2 separate regions of the Zea mays genome follow, and region 2 is linked to region 1. A link is a contact called in public Hi-C data. All regions are on one chromosome and are shown on one strand. Each heading gives the region's core, a stretch centred on a gene start, on an enhancer-like site or on the middle of the called end of the contact. The rest is flanking DNA. Distances are from core to core; before and after follow the strand shown. Region 1 has its middle 80 kb from the start of LOC100281806. Region 2 holds the start of LOC100281806 (Heat shock cognate 70 kDa protein 2).

Evidence for each region. A called contact is a pair of places that touch in the nucleus more often than the background predicts.
Region 2: a Hi-C map of leaf shows a contact between it and region 1, with 5 times the contacts expected there. The contact joins the promoter of LOC100281806 here to the enhancer-like site in region 1. A contact is called at or near these places in 3 of 25 Hi-C or Micro-C datasets (bundle sheath and leaf).

What each region holds. Positions count from the first base shown.
Region 1 is chr1:40,946,301-40,951,243 of Zm-B73-REFERENCE-NAM-5.0, forward strand. No RefSeq gene overlaps it. Among protein-coding and RNA genes, the nearest start is that of LOC100281806, 80 kb to the right of the region's middle. Within about 2 kb of position 3,246, at least 19 of the 20 cell types and tissues checked have an H3K27ac peak or open chromatin away from gene starts, as enhancers often do. A contact at or near this core is called in bundle sheath and leaf, where this site is marked.
Region 2 is chr1:41,025,737-41,030,444 of Zm-B73-REFERENCE-NAM-5.0, forward strand. It overlaps LOC100281806 (Heat shock cognate 70 kDa protein 2), which reads left to right and starts at 3,152. Exons shown (of 2, transcript NM_001154726.2): 1 at 3,152-3,483; 2 at 3,620-4,708. The coding sequence starts at 3,270.

The DNA.
Region 1 (4,943 bases), core at 1,996-4,495:
TAGATTGATTGAGATGATTTGATGGACATGCTTTATACTTGGTCTAACAAGGGATGACCCCACTTTTGAGAAATTAGATAGATTTTTGGTGAGTCCTGACTAGGAGTTGATGCATCATAATGTTTCAGTTAGCAAGCTAAACATGACTTTCTCTAATCATGTGCCTTTGTGTCTGAGTTTTGGATGGTCTAATTCTTTACCTAAAGATTTTAGATATGAACTATGCCGGAAGAATTGGCCTGATTTTAATGAGATTGTTTCTAAATGCTGGAAATAACTAGTTAGATGTAAGGGGATGTCACACTCGGGTTTTAGGGTCCAAAACCCAGGCGCGAAATAATCACCAGGTGTGCTGGGACCAAGTCTCACACATATGATGAATAGTGGTACAGAAACGAATGTCACATCTTTACTATGTAATAGGAGTTCTGTACAAAATAAATAAATAATTACATCATAAGGAGACAACGATCTAGCAAACCAAAGTTGACTAGGAGACGACGGCCTAGATCTCTCACGAACTCGTCACAGCATCCTCCATACGCCTCATCCTGCGGTACCTGTACTTGACCTGTGGGGGGTGTGAGACAGCAAGAGTGAGCTCACATATGTTCATCGCTCAACAAGTTGTGGGGAATAATGTGCATGAACTCGCCAAAGGTGGGAGCTCATGCGAAGTGTAAGGCTTACCAAAGAGGATGGTTAAAGTTGAGCATTGTTTTTAAAGTTGGTGAAAATTTTATTAGCAGTTGCTAAGTGTAAGTATATACCAACCCAACTAAGTAATGGTTCAAAATTTGATAACAACACCTGCGATGCAATGCATATGACAAATTGAATTAGTTACATAAGTTAATCATGTGAGTGTCTGAGCTGCTCATGACCGTGAGCACGACTGATATACCAGTTTTACACTCTGTAGAGGTTGCGTATCTTTACCCTAAAGTCATGTTACCCATCTTCCAAGGGATCGCGACTTCCCATATACCTCTACCGAGGAGGTAGTGCAGTGTAACACTATGAGGCCTTTACAAAGTTCCACTAGCTTCAGAAAACCCGCTACAGTTTCTAGGAAGCTCCAATGCAGGGACCCCTCGCCTGACCGCCATCGCAGCAAAATCAACCCAAGGGCCTCCCTACACTGATCACTCCCCTACTGCCCTTGCCCCTTTCGGGTAAGGTAGTCCTCCACTAGCTTTTCTAATTAGTCAGCCAAGAGCGTCACATACCATCCTTGTGGTAGCACTGTTTTCCCGGGTGGTTCTCCATGTTCCAATTAACATAATGACCTTATCATGAACAGTAAATAACAAACTGGTAATAAAAGTGTGATCATGAATAATGTATATCTCCATACCCAAAACCACATAAAGCAATAGCAGGTACTACCCAAAAAAGCAGTGGTAAAACAAGGTATAAAGATAGCCAAACTAGGGTAACCTATTGGGTCCCATCAAAATTAACCTATGCAGATCATTATGATTAATAAGAACATGATTGGGTAAAAGAAGTGATCAAGGGCACAACTTGCCTGGGACTTGAGATTCTAGGTACCAGGATGATCTTCAGGTGACTCGTAACCTCGCTGCTAATCGTAGCAATACAGACAAACATGGTATAGGAAAAAAATTAACATCACACCAAACATAAGCACAAACTGAATAATAATATTCTACGCGTTGTAACTAGATCCTAGGCTCGAGAATCACTAAAATCGGGCTTACGGTCAAAGAGTTATGATTTTCGAAAGATTTTCATGATTAAATAAGTAAAACCATATTCTATGTTGATTATATAAACTATATGAAAAAGGATATTAAAGAGACAACTAACTCAACTTTACTCTAATTTATAACATACTTAAAGATCATACTTTAGTCGATTCCAGAGGAACCAAATTAAAATACTTCTTTTAGCTTGGGCTAGTATAGTTAACCTTATAAACGTATGTATTTAATTATTTTAAGATCATGTTACATGATAAAACAATGTCACTAATGCATGAGAAATTTGATTAGGAAGCTAACATAATTTGAACGGACTAAAATCGAGTTAAAATGAGAAAGTTACGAGCTAAAGAAGTTTAGGGTGTTTTTAATATGATCTACACATCTAACTCAATCACCAGGGACCTTTTTGAAAAATCTGAGGGCCTATTTGCACTTCCAAAAGTTAATTCTGAGGATGCTACTGTAAAAGTAGGATGGCGGGTTGAATACCTATAAAGCTAGGAGCTCATATGCACTTTGGCACGACTGAAGGGGTAACAAGGCGTGTGAGCTGTTCGATATGAAACTGGTGGTCTAGATTAGATCTAAACCCACCAACACACCTGAGCCGACCGATGAAATCCCACGGCTCCGATTCAGACACACCGAGGTCAAATCTTTGATCGCACATCGGCCGATCTACGGCCAAGATCCAATGGCCCGAATTGGCAACACTCGCCCAAATCACTATCGTCCATTTGCGGATCAAAGGCCACAATCTCATCTTCTACCTCCCAGCTCCAGCAGTGGCGGCGGCGACCCACACGGTGGAGGTTAAGCCGGCGAAGGCCATGAGGTCGAACTGCTGGAGCACTCCATGCGACAAGAATAGGGAGCGTCCGTGCCTGAGTTGCTGAAATGGCGGGCGCAGGAAGCTATATGGTGGCCACAAGCAACAGCGAGCCATCGAGAGAAGCAAGAATGGCGTAGAGAGTCGCTCCATGGACAGCAAGACGCGACCGCGATAAGGCGTGCGGTCCCGCGTGGAGGGGAGCAGGGACACACCAGAGGTCAGAGACGATGGCTCGGTGGCGGAAGACGACGATGTCATGGCGGCTGGCGGCGCTGCGCCAAGGTGGGGTCAGGGACGACCGACACGGTCGGGCTTGAGGACGAGCGTCGAGAAGCCACGACCGGTGAGGAAAGTCGACGATGCGAGGGAGCTCGCCATGGATCTCGGCGTCCGGCCCATGCTAGCCATGTGGAGCAGAGGGAGGCACAGGGACCGACGAGGCGACGACCATGGGGAAAAGTGGTCGATGCGGGGAGCTCGGGATTTAGTCGCGGGTGAGCTGGTCAGGGCGGGCGGATATGGCGCAACGGCCCCCGGTGGTCAGACCGATTTTGGCGCTTGTTTCTCGGAGGCGTCCATGCGAGTATCACGAGGAAGGAGGCAGGCAACAGGAGAATCGGAGGATCCAACGACCGATCCAGAAGAAGCTTCTGTCACATGGGACCCACACGTAAGTGATATACCCTAGCGACTCGGTCATGGGCCAGGCGGGTAACATCACTAGGCCGATGCCCAGGGGTTCGGCTGGGCCGAGGGCAGAGAAAGGGGCCCAATGTTAATAGTAGAGCACTTTTCTCTCTCTTTTTTATTTTCTAGCTTTCTATTTTCTTTCTTTTCCATCTCCTACATTTATATTTTTGAATTTTGGTTTGAAATTTGCACACACGCAATTTGAAATGCTCAAACAAATAAAACTCCAGCATGTGATGCAAGGCAAATTTTATTTATTTATTGGTCACATGACTATTTTAATATTCCTAATTGATTATAAAAGAAAAGGCCCTAATAATTTCCAAAGGTCAAACAAAATCTCAAACCTTATTATAAATATATTTATTTATTTATTTTATTATATATATTTTTCTACCAATTTTGGGCTTTACAGGGGAGCATTGATATTTGGAAGGAGAAGGTGAAAAGGCTTAAAAGATGTTTAAGGTTTGGAATTACAATTTTGAGGGGAGTTCTAAAAACAGAAAGAAGGAGCTAACTCAAAAAAAAAATATGAGTTAGATGTTAAGAGTGAATCGGTGGGTTTAAATCCGGTGGACATTTGTATGAAATTTGATTGTGAGTTCTCATTAAAGAAGGTGATGAGTGAGAAAGAGATTAAGTTAAGACAGAGGGCTAGAGAGACACACGTTCATGAAGGAGATGAAAATACCAAATATCTCCATCTCAAAGCTAAAGGCAAAATAAGCAGGATTAGGATTCACTCCTTGAATAGTAATGCAGTGGTTATTCATGGAGATAAGGAAATTAACGAGGTTGCCACTGAATTTTACAAAGTTCTCTTTGGTCATCCTTCTAATTCTCATATTTATATGAGAAATATGGACATGAATAGATTAAATGATGAAGACAGAATCTTCCTTACTTCTCCTTTCTGTGAGAAAGAGATTAAGGAAGTGGTTTTCTCGCACAATCATAATAGTCCTCCAGACCCTAATGGCTTACCCTCTAAATTCTTCGAAGATTTTTGGGACCTCATTAGAAGGGAACTACTAGCTATGTTTGAGGACTTTTACAAGGGGGTTCTTCACATAGAAAGGCTAAATTATGGGGTGATTACTCTGATTCCGAAAGTTGATAATGCAAATGAAATGAAAAACTACCGTCCTATTATCCTTCTCAATGTCTATTACAAGATTTTTAGTGAAGTCTTGAACAACAGGTTAGCCTCTTGTATTTTCAAAGTTATTAGTGATTCCAAATTAGTTTTCTTGAAGGTTGTTATATTTTGGATAGTGTGGCTTCTTTACATGAGATCATTCATGAAGTTAGGAGGAAAAAACAAAGTGGTGTGATGATCAAAATCAACTTTGAAAAGGCCTATGACAAGGTAAATTGGCACTTTCTATATCAAATGTTGAAAAATAAAGGTTTCAGTGATGTGTGGTGTGACTGGGTGATGGAAATAGTGTGGGGGGCAGAGTGGCTGTTAGGACTAATGACATCACTGGCCCCTTCTTCTCCACCCACAAAGGGGTGAGACAAGGTGAAAGGGAAATAGGGTTAAACCTTTTCCTAAAATAATTTTGGTGGTTGAATTGCCCAACACAAATAATTGGACTAATTAGTTTGCTCTAGATTATAAGTTCTACAGGTGTCAAAGGTTCAACACAAACCAATAAAAAGTCCAGAAACGATTTAAAAAAAGG
Region 2 (4,708 bases), core at 1,902-4,401, 79 kb after region 1:
GTTCTAGTTCATTACCTACAGGTTCTCCTTTCCAATCAGCGTGTCTACTGGAAACAGAGAGGCCAAATCAAATGGGCTACATTGGGGGATGCTGGTACAAAAAAATTTCATGCAAATGCCACTTCTAAGCACCGCCACAACAGTATTTTGTCTCTAACTTGCGATAATGGTATGGTTGTTTCCTCCCATGTGGACAAAGAAGAGATGCTTTTCCAAGCCTTCAAAGATAGATTGGGGACTTCTCAACCAACATCTATGGTTTTCAACTTGTCTGAGTTGGTTCAGCCTGTTATCAACCTGTCAACATTGGAGATGCCCTTCTCCCGCAGTGAGATAGACCAGATCATCAGGAACTTACTTGCTAACAAGTCGCCAGGCCCTGATGTTTTAACACGGATTTTGTGCGTAAATGTTGGCCGGTGATTGCTTCAGACTTTTATGAGCTTTGTGATAAGTTTTACGATGGATCAATCTGCATGGAAAGTATTAATGGATCTTATGTGACTCTCATCCCTAAGCACAGCTCTCCTGCCTCGATGGGCGATTATAGATAGATATCTCTCCTCAACACAAGTATGAAAATCCTGACTAAACTTCTCGCTAATCGACTGCAGCTAGTTATTACTAAATTAGTCCACCAGAATCAATACGGCTTCCTCAAGGCAAGGACAATTCAGGACTGTCTAGCATGGGCCTTTGAATACATCTCTATCTGTCACAAGTCGGGTAAAGAAATGGTCATCTTAAAATTGGACTTTGAAAAAGCTTTTGACAAATTAGAGCATGCAGCTATCATTGATATTTTGAGACATAAGGGTTTTGGGGACAAATGGATACACTGGATCTCTTTGATTCTTGGCTCTAGCACTTCGCAAGTTCTTTTAAATGGTGTCCCGGGAAAACGTTTTCATTGCAGGTGTGGGGTCCGTCAGGGGGATCCCTTGTCCCCCCTTCTCTTTGTTCTAGCAGCAGATCTGCTTCAGTCAATCATTAACAAGGCCAAAGATTGTGGCATCCTCAAGCTACCAATCCCGCTTTCCTATGGATCTGACTTTCCGGTTATCCAGTATGCAGATGATACAATTCTGATTTTGGAAGCGTGCCCTAGACAACTCTTCTTCCTTAAAGCGATGCTTAATTCATTTGCAGACTCGACAGGACTCCATGTGAATTATCACAAATCTAATATTTATCCCATCAATGTTTCAGAGCAGAAAATGACAGTTTTAGCTAATACGTTCCACTGCAAGGTTGGGTCTTTGCCTTTCACGTATCTTGGGCTTCCTTTGGGGCTTAAAAACCCAAATTGGAAGCATTCCTTCCTCTCATTCAGAAGATTGAAAGAAGACTCGCTTCAACTTCTATATTTTTATCTCAGGCTGGTAGATTACAAATGGTCAACACGGTATTTTTCTTCTCTTCCAACTTACTACATGTGCACCCTGAAGCTCCCCAAAACTGTGATTAAACAGATTAACAAACTTCGACGGCACTGTCTTTGGAGAGGGACAGACATAAATGCAAAAAAAACCTTCTCAAGTTGCTTGGAAGTCAGTCTGCAAACCAAAAACCCAGGGGTACTTGGAGTCATCAATCTTGAGTTGCAAAATAAAGCGCTCCTTATGAAATGCCTCCATAAATTCTTTAATAGAGTCAACATCCCGTGGGTTAACATTATCTGGGCCACTCATTATAGCAATTCTTTGCCTTCAGTTAAACCGGTTGGTTCGTTCTGGTGGAAAGATATTCTCAAAATCCAAGATGTATTTAAGGAAATAGCCCGAGTGGAGATTGGAAATGGAAAAACTACTCTCCTTTGGCATGATCGTTGGAATGGTCTGCACACATCTAAAAGATTCCCGGAGCTTTAGTCTTTTGCCTCTGTCAGAGAGATCAACATTAATCAAGCTCGGATGGCTTCTCCGAATGAATTGTTCCACACTCCCCTTTCTGCTGAAGCGTTCGGGCAACTACTTTCACTTCAGGACATTCTAGCTAATCTTCAGTTGCATGATCACAATGATATTTGGCCCTGCAGTGCCTCTTCCAATCTGTTTTCATCTCAGAAGGTTTATTCTCACTTGGTTGGCACCCATCAGTCGCACCCCCTCTTCTCTTGGTTATGGAAATCTAAATGCCAACCTAAACACAAGGTGTTTTTTTGGTTATTGCTCAAAAATAGATTGAATACTCGCTCCTTCCTCAAGCGACGTTCAATGCCTTTGGACTCTTTCACCTGCGATAATTGCATTCTTCAGATTGAAGAGACGGTTATTCATCTCTTCTTCAGATGTAACTTTGCTCGGAGATGTTGGTTACTTTTGGGCTTCCTCCCGCCACGTACAACGGATCTCCTGCATACCTTAATGAGGATTAGAAGGAGATTACAAGTCTCTTGGAGGTTAGAAACTATTATCATTATGACGTGGTGCATCTGGAGGAGCAGAAACAATTGGATTTTCAACGAGATCCCTCCCTCAGTTATTGAGTGCAAGGCTATGTTCAGGAACGAAATTTTCCTGTTGTGTCATCGAGTCAAGCCTAATCTTAAGGAGGAAATTTCCATTTGGTTACATCATTTAGGGCTGTAACTCTTCCCCTGCTTTTTCTTCCCTTTCTTTGTAATTTTCCTTTTCTTCTCATGACTTTGGTTTTTTTTGAGTTAATAAAATTACTGTAGGACCTTCCTACAGTACCTTCACTTTAAAAAAATTTATTCTGGAACAATATATTTTCGGGTTTTTTTAAAATGTTAGTACATGCCACTATACCATGGGCCATGGCACATGATTGGGACTGGGTTACACAAACGGACCCAACTTGAGCAAGAAGCCTCCTACTGGGCTTCCGAATTTCGAAGGAATTCGTAGCTGCTCTGTTCCGGTCAAACTCGGCGGCCTCCGAAATGGGATCGAACCCAACACGGCAACACGCCGAAGCAACGCATGAACCACCAGTCACCGGCGACGCGGGAGGGAAAGTCTCCATTTCGAGAACCTTCCTGTACACTCTAGAATCCCCACCCTCACGAATGGATCCAAGTTCCCCACGACGTGCCCGTGTCGACGGCCGTGACGTGCCGGAACATTCTAGAACCCCTCCCGGCCACACAAACCTTTAAATCCAGTCCCACATCGTCTCCTTCCTCCTCGTCCACCCATTCCTCGTTCTTCCTTAATTCCTCATTTCCTCCACGTACGCGTGCATACTCTGCGAGTCCAGGAGGTATTTTCCCCCTTCTTCACGATACTCTCGACGAGAGCGTCTCCATGGCCGGAAAAGGAGACGGGCCGGCGATCGGCATCGACCTCGGTACGACCTACTCGTGCGTCGGGGTGTGGCAGCATGACCGAGTCGAGATCATCGCCAACGACCAGGGCAACCGTACAACGCCGTCTTATGTCGCGTTCACCGATTCGGAGAGGCTCGTCGGCGACGCCGCCAAGAACCAGGTCGCCATGAACCCCATCAACACCGTCTTCGGTAAGCCGATCATCACCAATCTTTTGTTACGTGCGCTGTTTATCTGTTTGTTCGATCCATTAATACACGGGGTTTGGGTGTGGGTGTGGGACTAATACGCTGTGTGGTTTGTTGATCCGTTTGCGCGCATTTGCAGACGCGAAGCGGCTCATCGGCCGGCGCTTCTCTGACGCGTCGGTGCAGAGTGACGCCAAGCTATGGCCTTTCAAGGTGATCCCGGGCTCCGGCGACAAGCCCATGATCGGGGTGCAGTTCAGGGGCGAGGAGAAACAGTTCTCGGCCGAGGAGATCAGCTCCATGATCCTGAACAAGATGAAGGAGACGGCCGAGGCTTACCTCGGCACCACCATCAAGAACGCTGTCGTCACCGTCCCGGCCTACTTCAACGACTCCCAGCGCCAGGCCACCAAGGACGCCGGCGTCATCTCCGGCCTCAACGTCATGCGCATCATCAACGAGCCCACCGCCGCGGCCATCGCATACGGGCTCGACAAGAAGTCGAGCAGCGACGGCGAGAAGAACGTCCTCATCTTCGACCTCGGCGGCGGTACCTTTGACGTCTCGCTCCTCACCATCGAGGAGGGCATCTTTGAGGTCAAGGCCACCGCCGGCGATACCCACCTGGGAGGCGAGGACTTCGACAACCGGCTCGTGAACCACTTCGTCCAGGAGTTCAAGAGGAAGAACAAGAAGGACATCACTGGCAACCCCAGGGCGCTCCGGCGGCTGAGGACCGCCTGCGAGAGGGCTAAGAGGACGCTCTCCTCCACCGCCCAAACCACCATCGAGATCGACTCGCTCTATGAGGGCATCGACTTCTACACGACCATCACCCGTGCCCGGTTCGAGGAGCTCAACATGGACCTCTTCCGCAAGTGCATGGAGCCCGTGGAGAAGTGCCTCCGCGACGCCAAGATGGACAAGAGCAGCGTGCACGACGTCGTTCTCGTGGGCGGCTCCACTCGCATCCCCCGCGTGCAGCAGCTGCTCCAGGACTTCTTCAACGGCAAGGAGCTGTGCAAGAGCATCAACCCAGACGAGGCTGTCGCGTACGGCGCGGCCGTCCAGGCCGCCATCCTCACTGGCGAGGGCAACGAGAAGGTTCAGGATCTGCTCCTGCTCGACGTCTCGCCGCTCTCGCTCGGCCTGGAGACGGCCGGAGGCGTCATGACTGTGCTCATCCCCAGGAACACCACCATCCCGACAAAGAAGGAGCAGGTCTTCT